Regions from separate parts of the Zea mays genome. Here regions 1 and 3 are each linked to region 2. The links are chromatin contacts, called in public Hi-C maps. All regions are on one chromosome and are shown on one strand. The core of a region is the stretch at or near the end of the contact, and the rest is flanking DNA. Distances in the headings are between cores, read along the strand shown. Region 1 holds the start of LOC100279916. Region 2 holds the start of LOC100191591. Region 3 holds the start of LOC100216941 (putative snRK/SAPK family protein kinase).

Region 1 (3,486 bases), core at 664-3,163, 370 kb before region 2:
ATAAGTTAGTTTCTTCCTTATATTGCTGGACAACCACATGTGGTTGTGCATCAACCTTCTCTTCTACCATGTTTCCAGTCCCAACTGGTATTCCATTTTCTTGAAGAAGCATCGACTCTTTTGGTTCAGCACAGACATCACCAGAGCTAGTGTTTTCATGGCAAATTTTATCTTCTCTGTTTTCTGACGCGACGTTAGTCAAAGATCTCTCAGCAGAATCACCGATTACCATCTGTGAAGCTTGACAAGAAGAAACTAGATCAACTGTTTCAACAACTGCAGTTTCTCCTGGGATACATGCTGCATTTCTGTGTGCACGCACTGACCTGGGCCTTGTTGGGGTTCTTGTGAAGTTACAATAGTCAATCAAACTATCCTTACCAACATGCATCTCAACTTCCATATTTGTCTCACCATCAGAAGTGTTGTGATCCAAAGTAGCCTCATCCATAACTTTTTTTTCATTTCCAGCTTCCTCATCAGGAACCTCATCTTCAATCTTACCATATGGTAACTGTTTGGGATCTGACTCTGTAACAACACGACAAGAAGCATGATTTACATCGGTGTCTATCCCTTGCTTAACCACCTCAGTTTCTGAATTTTGCGTCCCACTGTCATCCTCCACCTCACCTTCCTCAGTCTCCTCCAGCACCTTTGATGCATCATTAGCATCCTTACTAGTATCTTTGACAGAGCTCATAATCTTCGATGTTGTATCCTCCATGCATAACCCTGCTACAGCCTTCGCTGTCAATGGTGTCCCCTCCCTCACTGCCTCTGTAACACTAGTACTCGCCTCATCATTCCCCCGATTGCCGCGGCGCTCTCTCTGAAACCCAGGTGCCCCATCTTCATCCCCATCCTCCTCGTAGTGCCGACCGTTCGGAAATGGCCTTCCTCTCTCCTCCCTGTCTCTCCCTGAGTCCAGATACCCCCTCCTGTACTCCCCATACTTCCTCTTCCCTCTTCCATTGTAGCTGCCACGGCTGCAATCATCTCTGCTACTAGTGCTGCTACTAGTGCCATTGGCTCGCCTAGGCCAGCCGTTAGGGTTACTGTTGTATTCATCTTCGTACCTCCTCCGGCCATAAAACCCGGGGGGTTCCTGCTGCTGTGGTAGCTGCGGGGGCGGAGGAAGAGGATGAGCAAGCCACGTGCCAGAGATGCCGGCGCCACGCTGGAGGGCGGCTGGCGGGAGCACGCCCTGGGCAACCAGATACTCGGCAGCGAGGCGACCGGCCTCCATAAGCACCTCGTACTTGCGCTCTAGCGGCGGCGGCGGCGGCGCCGGCGGAAACGGCGGAGGAGGAGGAGGAGCGTAGTACGGCTGCTTGTGGCCGCGAGGATACCCACCACGGCCGAACGGCGGCGGCGGCGGCAAGCGGCTACGGTGGTTGTACTGCATCGCAAAGGTCACAGCTTTGTCCACGGAAACCACGAGAAATTCGTCAGGAATTCTGAGGCAAAGACCAAAAAGAAAAGGTGTTACGATTTCTGCAACTTATCTCGCGGCGGGGAATCAGAAACCCTAGGGCAAGAACTCACAAGTCACGATTCACCGGACACTCTTGCCATCGTATTGGATAAATCCACCAAATGGAGGCCGGAATTACCACTGGCTAAGTCAGTTCTTGTTTCTTTCTACCTGATTCTACCCTCTGTTCTTGGTCCGATACTCCGATCGATGCAGGGGAAGGGAAAGGATTACTGAAAAAATGGAAGAATTTTACTAGATTAAAAGAACGCGACGATGCACCTATTTCTGCTGGGGAATTCTAATTTCCACGGGCAAGAATTTGCTGATTGGTTTAATCCAAGGAGTTAATAAAAAGGAAGAGGAAATTAATGGTCGCTGCTTTTGGTGGGTCGGAGTATCAGTTTTGGATGGGCGCGTGAATGTGCACGTGGATCCAATTCCTCTATCTGCTGCTTGGGTCGGGACTCGGGAGTATGGAGAAGGACTGGTGGGTCCCGGATGTCATTTGCTAAGGCCGGACGGTTCGGAAGTTGTTGTTTGAAAGCAGCTGTTTGATATAGCGCATCAATATAGATGGTAATAGTAACTCGATATTTGATGGGTAAAAACTCTATTAAAACATATATTTAACAAATTTTATGTCTATAGGTATTTTATTAGATACTTTATTATATACATTAGATATGGTGGCTATGAGTATTTTCTCTCTTCACACGTGAATCCACTAACACATGTCATGTGTGTCTAGATTATTAGAAATATTCCATATAAAATTGGAAGAGCAAGAATGATGCCCTTTTTGTTTCAATAGCTTACACGTCTTAAACATTTAAATATTAAGTATTGTATACTGAACAATTAGATAACTATCATAATGTTGTATGTTGTTATTAATAACTCTCTTTTAGGTTATGAGTGCTATATTTTGTATGATCTTATGGCATAATGTTGTCATTTAGTATGGAATTGTTGATCTTGTAATAAAATTATGTTGGGTTCGATGAATTTATCATGCTAGACATAAAGATAATATGCTATTTTAGTATATTTCATTATTGATGAGATATGGATCCGTTGGTACTTGATTTCAATCCCTGAAGGTATCGAAAATCAAGGCAACACAAGTTAAATATTTGGACCTTCGTCCTTTGGTTCGAAGTGTTAGCGCGAAGGACGAAGTTTCTCAAAATGAAGTGGAAATGAAACGATGTGAAAAGACAATGAAAAATATTGTATGGAACTCATCTGTCTTAGCATTCTTATTCCGACTTCTTTTTTTTTATTAAATTAGTTTATAAGTATACCTTCGGCTCCTTAACACAAGGTGGTATGATGGCTCTTCGAAGGCCGAAGCTATGGTCCTCAAAAAGGTATCTTATGCATGACTTTGTTCATCTAATTATAGAAAAAAAATGAAACGCCTTCGTACAAAATTACAATCATGCCCCTCAAGGTTTTACACACATTGTTTACAAATGACCTTCCTTTGCTGCGCAGATCTTGGCCTTCATCGCGTGAAAGCTTCTCCGCTGGCTTGTGTTCGAAGCCTTTCTCCTTTTGCCGAAGCTATCAACTTCGGCACACACCTTTATTATCTGCACGCATGGGTGAATCTTCTTTATACGCTGCTTCGGCCGAAGACCAGCTTCGTCCATTGATTGAAGTGTACTTGAAACACACTTGTTCATATCGAAGTGAAGGTTAAATGAAGAACTCTGGCAAAGGTAAGCCCCCAACAGTAGCCCTCGCGGGATGAGTTTGTTTCTTCGTAACGAACTTAGATCGTAAAAAATAAAATTGGGAGGCTTTGTGCCGAAGGTCCGAAAAACACCTTCCTGAATTCCGTTATGAAGAAGATAGATCGATTCAATAAAAACAATTGATCTGAAAGTTAGACGGACAGGGAGATGCTGAGAGTGATGTGCGGGAATGTTTTTCGACGTCTCACGCCGCTTCACACCCATTTCTCAGTATAAAACAGCCGAGCGGGTGGGTGCGGATCACAT
Region 2 (3,513 bases), core at 198-2,697:
TAGGCCCGGAGGAGTATAATCCACCAGAACCCAGAATCCACAGGTGCAACCCTCCCAATGGCGCTCTCTCCAAAATCAGCATGTAGGGTCTCGACCCCCTTCTTGGCGTCATGCATCACCTTGAAGCTAGCCGGCATGGCTCCCTCCCCAAGCTTGAACCGGTCGACTTTCTTCTCCCAGCCCTGCAGCAGCAGGGTCTTGAGAAGGAAGTTCTTGACAATATCTGGCTCGCCATTCATCAGAAACGCCAGTGCACTCGGCACGAAATCCCTCACAAACACCTGCCCACCAAGGTACCCTGAATAAGATATATGTACTCCTACGAGCTTCGAATGACAAGCTTGGAATCAAATAATTTTCAACTTGTGTCAACAACAGTGGTGGATCTAAGATTTTTATCTAAGGGTATGCCACCAAAAATGATTATACAATTCGATAGAACCATTTTTCAATTTGGTAGTAACAGTTGTAGAATTACAATGTAATTTGATATACATGCACTGGATAACAAGATACTCCTAAATTTTAAATTCGAAGGCATAAATTACAATATAAATACTTCAAACGCCTGTCAGTTAAAATTTAGACATAAAAGAGCATAAGAGACTTACAATACTACCTAAATGACTTTTTTTAACTGATACTTTCTAAGCGATATGAATGTGTCGAATATACATTTATACCATTTTCTAAGCGATATGAATGTCTATTACAAGTAATAATCAATTTTTCACAAGAGGGAGCTATAAAATGGAGTGACAGCCCACTTGGTCGTAGTTGAGGACTTCCTCGGACGCGTGGTCGACGGCGGCAACGGTGCCAAGGGGCTGGCCGCGAAAGAAGACGAGGGAGCGGCGGAGCGCCTCCCAGGCGTCGCCGACGATAGGGTGGGGCTCGAAGGAGTGCAGCGCGGAGGAGGCCGGCGTGCCGACGAGGGAGCGCAGGCCGCCCCCAGGCGAGTACATGCCGTCGAAGCCACCCCTGCCGTATCCGCCGGAGTGCGAGACGTCGCTGAGAGAGTGGTCGTCGAAGGAGCGCTGGCGCTCGACGTTGATCCGCGGCTTACTGAGCAGCCGCGTGAGCTCAAAGTCATCCGACTCCGACAGCGAGGTGTGCGACGCCGACCGCCGCATCCCGCCGCCAACCGCCAGCTCCATGGCGTCCGGGGTCTTCTTCCCTCTCCTCCTCGCCCCTTGGGTCAAACCAAACCTGCGCCCGGCTCCGCCTCCGAGCCCCCACCCAGATCTGGCCCGAGCGCCGGCGAGCGAGAGATCTGGGCGCTGGCACGACAAGGAAGGAAGGGGGCAGGCGCGAGCAAGACACGGCCGCGCGAATCTCTATGCGAGTAGCGACGACGGCAGGGTGGGGACGTGGAAGGAGGGGGCAAAAAAAAGATTAGCTTGTTGCGGAGACGTACTTATACTCTTATAGTAAACCGAGATGAGGCCTCGCCGGCGGCGGAGCCGTGCGGCACCACGGAGTCTTATAGCGAGCAATGGTGGATTGGTGGGTCAAGGGGGCCCTCGCGTGGATGAAGGTGGTTGCCCGGCAGCTTCGTTCCTGGGGGTGCGGGATTTTGGTGGGTCGAAGCAAACAGCTAGAGCGGGTGTGCAGGTGCAGCTGTGTTGCACGTGGGGTTGGTGGAGGGTGGGGAGGACGCGGCGCCGACGTGGCACGGTGATCGCGGTCGAGTGGCTGCCTGCTGCCCTGCTCCCACGGGGGAGGACGGGCAGGGCGTCGGGCAACGGTGCCGAGATGCCCGGCGATTTGGGGGAAGCTGGCGGGGTCGCGCGGCAGCCGTAGGCCGGAGCTCGTAGGATCTGCTTGGCTCATTTTTGTCTAGGATTTAATCCTGTGGATATGCTTAAGCTTAACTACGGAGTGTGTTTTGTATCGTTTCCTTATGGGGTAGGACCGTAGGATACTGATCATCGTTGAATCTCTCATTTAGGTCTTATTCAGTTAAGGTGGATGAAAAGAGATAAGATAGAATTAAAGACTTTGTTTGGTTCACTATCTAATTTGCCACACTTTACCTAACTTTTCTGTTTAAGATTAGGGTTGTTTAGTTTGTGACTAAATGTGTCACACTTAGCCTAATGTTAGTCGTTCGAATTGAAAACTAACCTTAGACAGAAAAGTTAGGCAAAGTATGACAAGTTAGGCATCGAACCAAACAGGCCCTAGCTTTTTAATTCGAACGACTAACCTTAGTTAAAGTGTAGCGTAGGTAACCACGAACCAAACAGACCCTAAATCCTCTTTAAGGATGCGCTTGATTAGAGAGTCAACTAGAATGGAGCAATTCCATTCCAGTTTTTCTAAAATAGTGTCGTTCTATTTCGCATTTGGCAAACAGAACAGAGTTGCTCCATTTTTGTTTGGTTGAAGAGTATAATAGAGTGAAGCCGCTCCGTTCTCTGTTTGATTGGAGATCCATATGAGTGTAGAGAGTAGTAGAGGGATAAGAGCACTCGCATTCAATTTTTTTGGAGTGAGAGAATTCCAACTATTTATGATAAATTTTCATATGGAAGTTTCGGGATATTCCATTTTCTCCACTCCGCGACCAAACACACCCTAAGGCTAGTTCTTGAACTCTATTTCTCTAAGAGCTAGTTTGGGAACTCTATTTTTTCAAAGGATTTCTATTTTACCAATGTAAATTGAACTAATTTTCCTCGAAAAATGAAAATCCCTTAAAAAAATGGGGTTACCAAACTAGCCCTAAGAGATTTCTATTTTCACAAGAGAAATTAGTTTATTTTCTATTAGAAAAATAGTAATCTCTTTGAAAAATGGAGTTACTAAACTAGCCTGGTGTGGTATGTTAAAAAGGGGTGCAGGAGGTGGGGTTTGAACCCACACCTTTGATGGAAGAAGGGTGAAAGACAATAGGTGAATCTATCTAACCAGGAGAACATCATGCTGAAGTGTTTATAATATTGAATACAAATTGTACATATGTATATATGATTTTTAAAAAAAATCGTGTCGGGCCGGGCCAGCACTATGGGCCGAGGCTACGGCCCAAGCACCACACGACGCTCGTGTCGGATTGGCCCAGGGACTACTAAATGGGTTGTGCCTCGGGCCGGCTCACCAGACACGGCCCATTTGGCCATTTATACCTCCGCATGATAATGATGGTCTTCGCCTCAGTTGTCACCACCTCGTTCGACATTCTACTTCTTCTCTCTCTCCCCTCATGTCTCCACCTCCGCGCCACCCCATTCTCGACAGAGGGCGTAGGAGCATGCGCCTGCTCCCAGTATTCATTCGACACCAGCCCCGACACCGCACAGTGGCTATTGCACGTCCACGAGGATATTTCACATCATGCGTGCACCATCGTTTTCCCCGTCGTCGGACGTCCCGTTCGTCTTCCCTGTCTTCGCCCTATTCTTCCACCCCAACCTGCTACCCCCGCCCACGATCGCAGCCATGAGCCGACCGACGCTCGTCGACGCGGGTACGGGGCGAGTTGGTCATGATCCTGGCCTTTCTCCGTGT
Region 3 (3,212 bases), core at 682-3,181, 470 kb after region 2:
GGAAAAAAAATGTCCCAGTGACACAGAATGAACATTTCTTTAGGCAAGCACCCCATGCTTCTTTGAAAAAAATGTCAACACAAATAATTGAAGTACTTGGAAGTTGGAATTTGGAATCTATCTACAGAGATAGGGATAACAAGCCAATCCTGGCGTGTGGGGCCAGGCCCACACCCTGCCTACTAGGTCTAAGGACGAAAGTCCAAAAAATCCAAAATCACTGATCAGAGAAGGGTTCCACGAGCCTGGTCCATAAGGCAGAAACTCATGCTGTACTGGGGCCACATAGCAATGCAAGTGGTGCTGTCATGCACTGGGTCCAGAAATCTAAAGGAGCTGCGGGACTAGGACTACTACAGTATGGCCAGCGTCACTGAGCAGACTGGCAACAACACACAAGCAGAGGCGATGCCAACAAAAAAAGCTGCAGTAACCTTTCCCAAAAATAAGGGCTATAGTGATATATTAAAAGGATACAAATCACAGCACTGACCTTGCCGTCGTATTCCCGGCGAGAGAGTACCTCCGGAGCAATGTACGCCGGAGTTCCAACCGTGGATTTAGGCTTTGAGTGCAGCAGCGATGACTGGAGCAAAGAAAGTTGTTAGCAGCTCATCACACTGCTACAGTATTTGTTTAAGTATTGCCTCATTCTCTGTTTTGAGAGTGAATTTTCCACGAAGCTGGAGGAAGGCATCAATTTTACTTCTTTCTTTAAGAAGGCAATAATAATTCTTTAACAAGGCAATAAAAGGCACGAGTTGGATAAGCAGTGCGAGTGTGAGAAAAAGCAGCACAGTTCCGTGTCAAAATTTGGGTCCTCGTATCCCCTAATCTAATCTTACAGGAAACTAGTCAATTGTACCTTAGAGTAGCCAAAGTCGCAGATCTTTAGGCGCGGCGCCGGGCTGCCATCCAACAGCGTGTTCTCCAGCTTCAAGTCCCGGTGACAAATTTGCTGAGAGTGAATCCAAACAAAATTTGCATTCGCACACCTCATCAGCATGGATTTTTTTTGTGGGTACCTTTTTGTTGCATAAAGAGAACACTTCGCTTTTTACTTGGTTGGTGTTCTCACCATGAAGTGGCAGTAGCTGACACCGCAGATAAGCTGCTGGAAGAAATACCTCGCCTAGTAGGATTAATAAAAAATATAAAAAGGAAGAGAGAATATCACGTCAAGCCCAACCCAAATGGTTTTGGGAGTTGTAGGGAAACAGCCTAATCGGAACAAACGAGTGATCACCTCGTCCTCGCTGAACCTCCCGGCGCTGCAGATCCTGTCGAAAAGCTCGCCGCCGGCGGCGTACTCCATGACGATAGCGAGGTGCGTGGGCGTGAGCACGACCTAGGGGAAAAAAACAGGGGTCCTAAATGATGAAACGAACAATAAGAAGAAGAAAAAAGGTAGAGAAAAAAAACGTGCTTCAGCGGCAGCAGGGGAGGTGTGCAGGAAACACTCCGTACGCGAAATCCAATTCCCTTTCTGTTTGGCTCACCTCCTTGAAGCGGATGATGTTGGGGTGCCGCAACGAGCGGTGGTTTATGATCTCCCTCGCCACATTCTCGTCAATCTGCGGGCAGAGAAATTAACCCGTAAGGAAGATCGAAAGTTCCGGAATCAAACGCGAGAACTTGAATCGGAGGCCGCCCGCGCCGCACCTTGAGCCCCCTCGGGATGTACTTCATAGCGACGAGCTCCTTGGTGTCCTTGTTCCGCATCAGCCGCGCCACCCCGAAGTTGCCGGAACCGATGTCCTTGAGCAGTTCGTACCTCTCCATGGATCCCTGGGTCGCCGCCGGACTGGCGGGATTGGAGGCGGGCGCGTAGGGAATTCAAGGGGGGTTTTGCCGCCGCGAGGAGCGGTGAGAGCTCGTGGGAGAGGAGGAATGGGAGGAGCCTGGCCTGGCTGGATTCGAGGCTCCTCCTCGTTCGGCTACTACTGCTAGCGCGGCCCGCGGGGTTGCTTTTGCTTGTGTGCTTTGTCTCCGCGATTGGGTTTGCGCGTGATTGCGATCGCGCCGCGCGGGTCACTACTAGTTTATACGCGGTGATTATACGATGTGGCACAGTGGAATCGATGGTTGTTTTGTTTGTCTCTGCGACGGACTCCGGTTTAGCAGTTTTTGAGTTTTGGTCCTCATCCTCAAACAAAATCGTCCGGTGTCGGGTGTTGCAATGCAAGAGCACCAATCAGCGCACAAAACAGGAAATTCCTCCACTTCAGAATCCATTTGAGGGAAGTCGATCGTCATGCGAAAGAATCCATTTGAGCCAGGGGTTTTATTGAAGTTCGCTAACCTATATAAACTTTAGCAAACTCTATATATAATCTCTAGTAGTGCAAAAAAATGCACATCTAACAGTTAGCAGCGCGCATGTACGCAACGCAAGAGGCAGGCTGCAAGCCAGGAGGACAGGGGAGCAATGTCCTGTCTAATGCTTCCCTAATTCTATAGGACATGTTAGTTTTTTAGCTAATTCCCATGTAAATAATGCAAAAAATGCTTCTAACAGCCTCCTTAATCTAATTGGCCCCCTAATTTTGGATACTGGCTTCACCCCTGCTGCAAGCAACACCATGGCAGTCCTGCTGCAGCACGCTAATACATCAGGCCTGCGAGAACGTCGTCGTGGCACTCACCCCCAAAATGGTCGCTGGTGGCTCCACCAAACATATTTTAACTTATAGCCCCTCCTTTGATCTAATCCTGGATCCACCACTGATCTCTACTATACTTAAAGCAGCACCAGTTTCAACGATCAGCGTCATCTTTTTACAAAAAAGTCTCAACGTAAAATGTTAAAAAGCGGTACAGCAGGTGGGGAGCAAGAGGTGGGGTTTGAACCCACACCCTATAATAGAAGAAGGGTTGAAGACATTAGGTGAAGCTATCTAACCAGTAGAACATCATGCTCATATGTTTATAATATTGAATATAAATTGTACATATGTATTATGTATATATGATTTGTTTGTAAAATAAAAAATAATCGTGCCGGACCGGGCCAACACTACGGGCCAAGGCTACGGCCCAAGCACGCACGACGCTCGTGCCAGGTTGGCCCATGCACTATTAAATGAGTTGTGCCTCGGGCCGGCTCGCCAGACACAGCCCATTTGGCCATCTATACCTCCGCACGATAATGATGGTCCTCGCCTCAGCTGCCACCACCTCGTTCGTCATTCTACTTCTTTTCTCTCTTCCCT

What was found. A called contact is a pair of places that touch in the nucleus more often than the background predicts.
Region 1: a Hi-C map of tassel shows a contact between it and region 2, with 5 times the contacts expected there. The contact joins the promoter of LOC100279916 here to the promoter of LOC100191591 in region 2. A contact is called at or near these places in 4 of 25 Hi-C or Micro-C datasets (ear, leaf and tassel).
Region 3: a contact with region 2 is called in a Hi-C map of bundle sheath, with 2.6 times the contacts expected there. The contact joins the promoter of LOC100216941 here to the promoter of LOC100191591 in region 2. A contact is called at or near these places in 3 of 25 Hi-C or Micro-C datasets (bundle sheath, ear and leaf).

The regions. Positions count from the first base shown.
Region 1 is chr4:119,062,772-119,066,257 of Zm-B73-REFERENCE-NAM-5.0, forward strand. LOC100279916 reads right to left here and starts at 1,914. Exons shown (of 5, transcript NM_001152868.1): 1 at 1,549-1,914; 2 at 1-1,460. The coding sequence starts at 1,408.
Region 2 is chr4:119,433,618-119,437,130 of Zm-B73-REFERENCE-NAM-5.0, forward strand. It overlaps LOC100191591, which reads right to left and starts at 1,448. Exons shown (of 4, transcript NM_001137021.1): 1 at 768-1,448; 2 at 1-281. The coding sequence starts at 1,157.
Region 3 is chr4:119,906,192-119,909,403 of Zm-B73-REFERENCE-NAM-5.0, forward strand. LOC100216941 (putative snRK/SAPK family protein kinase) reads right to left here and starts at 1,932. Exons shown (of 9, transcript NM_001143324.1): 1 at 1,663-1,932; 2 at 1,500-1,574; 3 at 1,247-1,348; 4 at 1,079-1,132; 5 at 866-958; 6 at 494-586. The coding sequence starts at 1,782.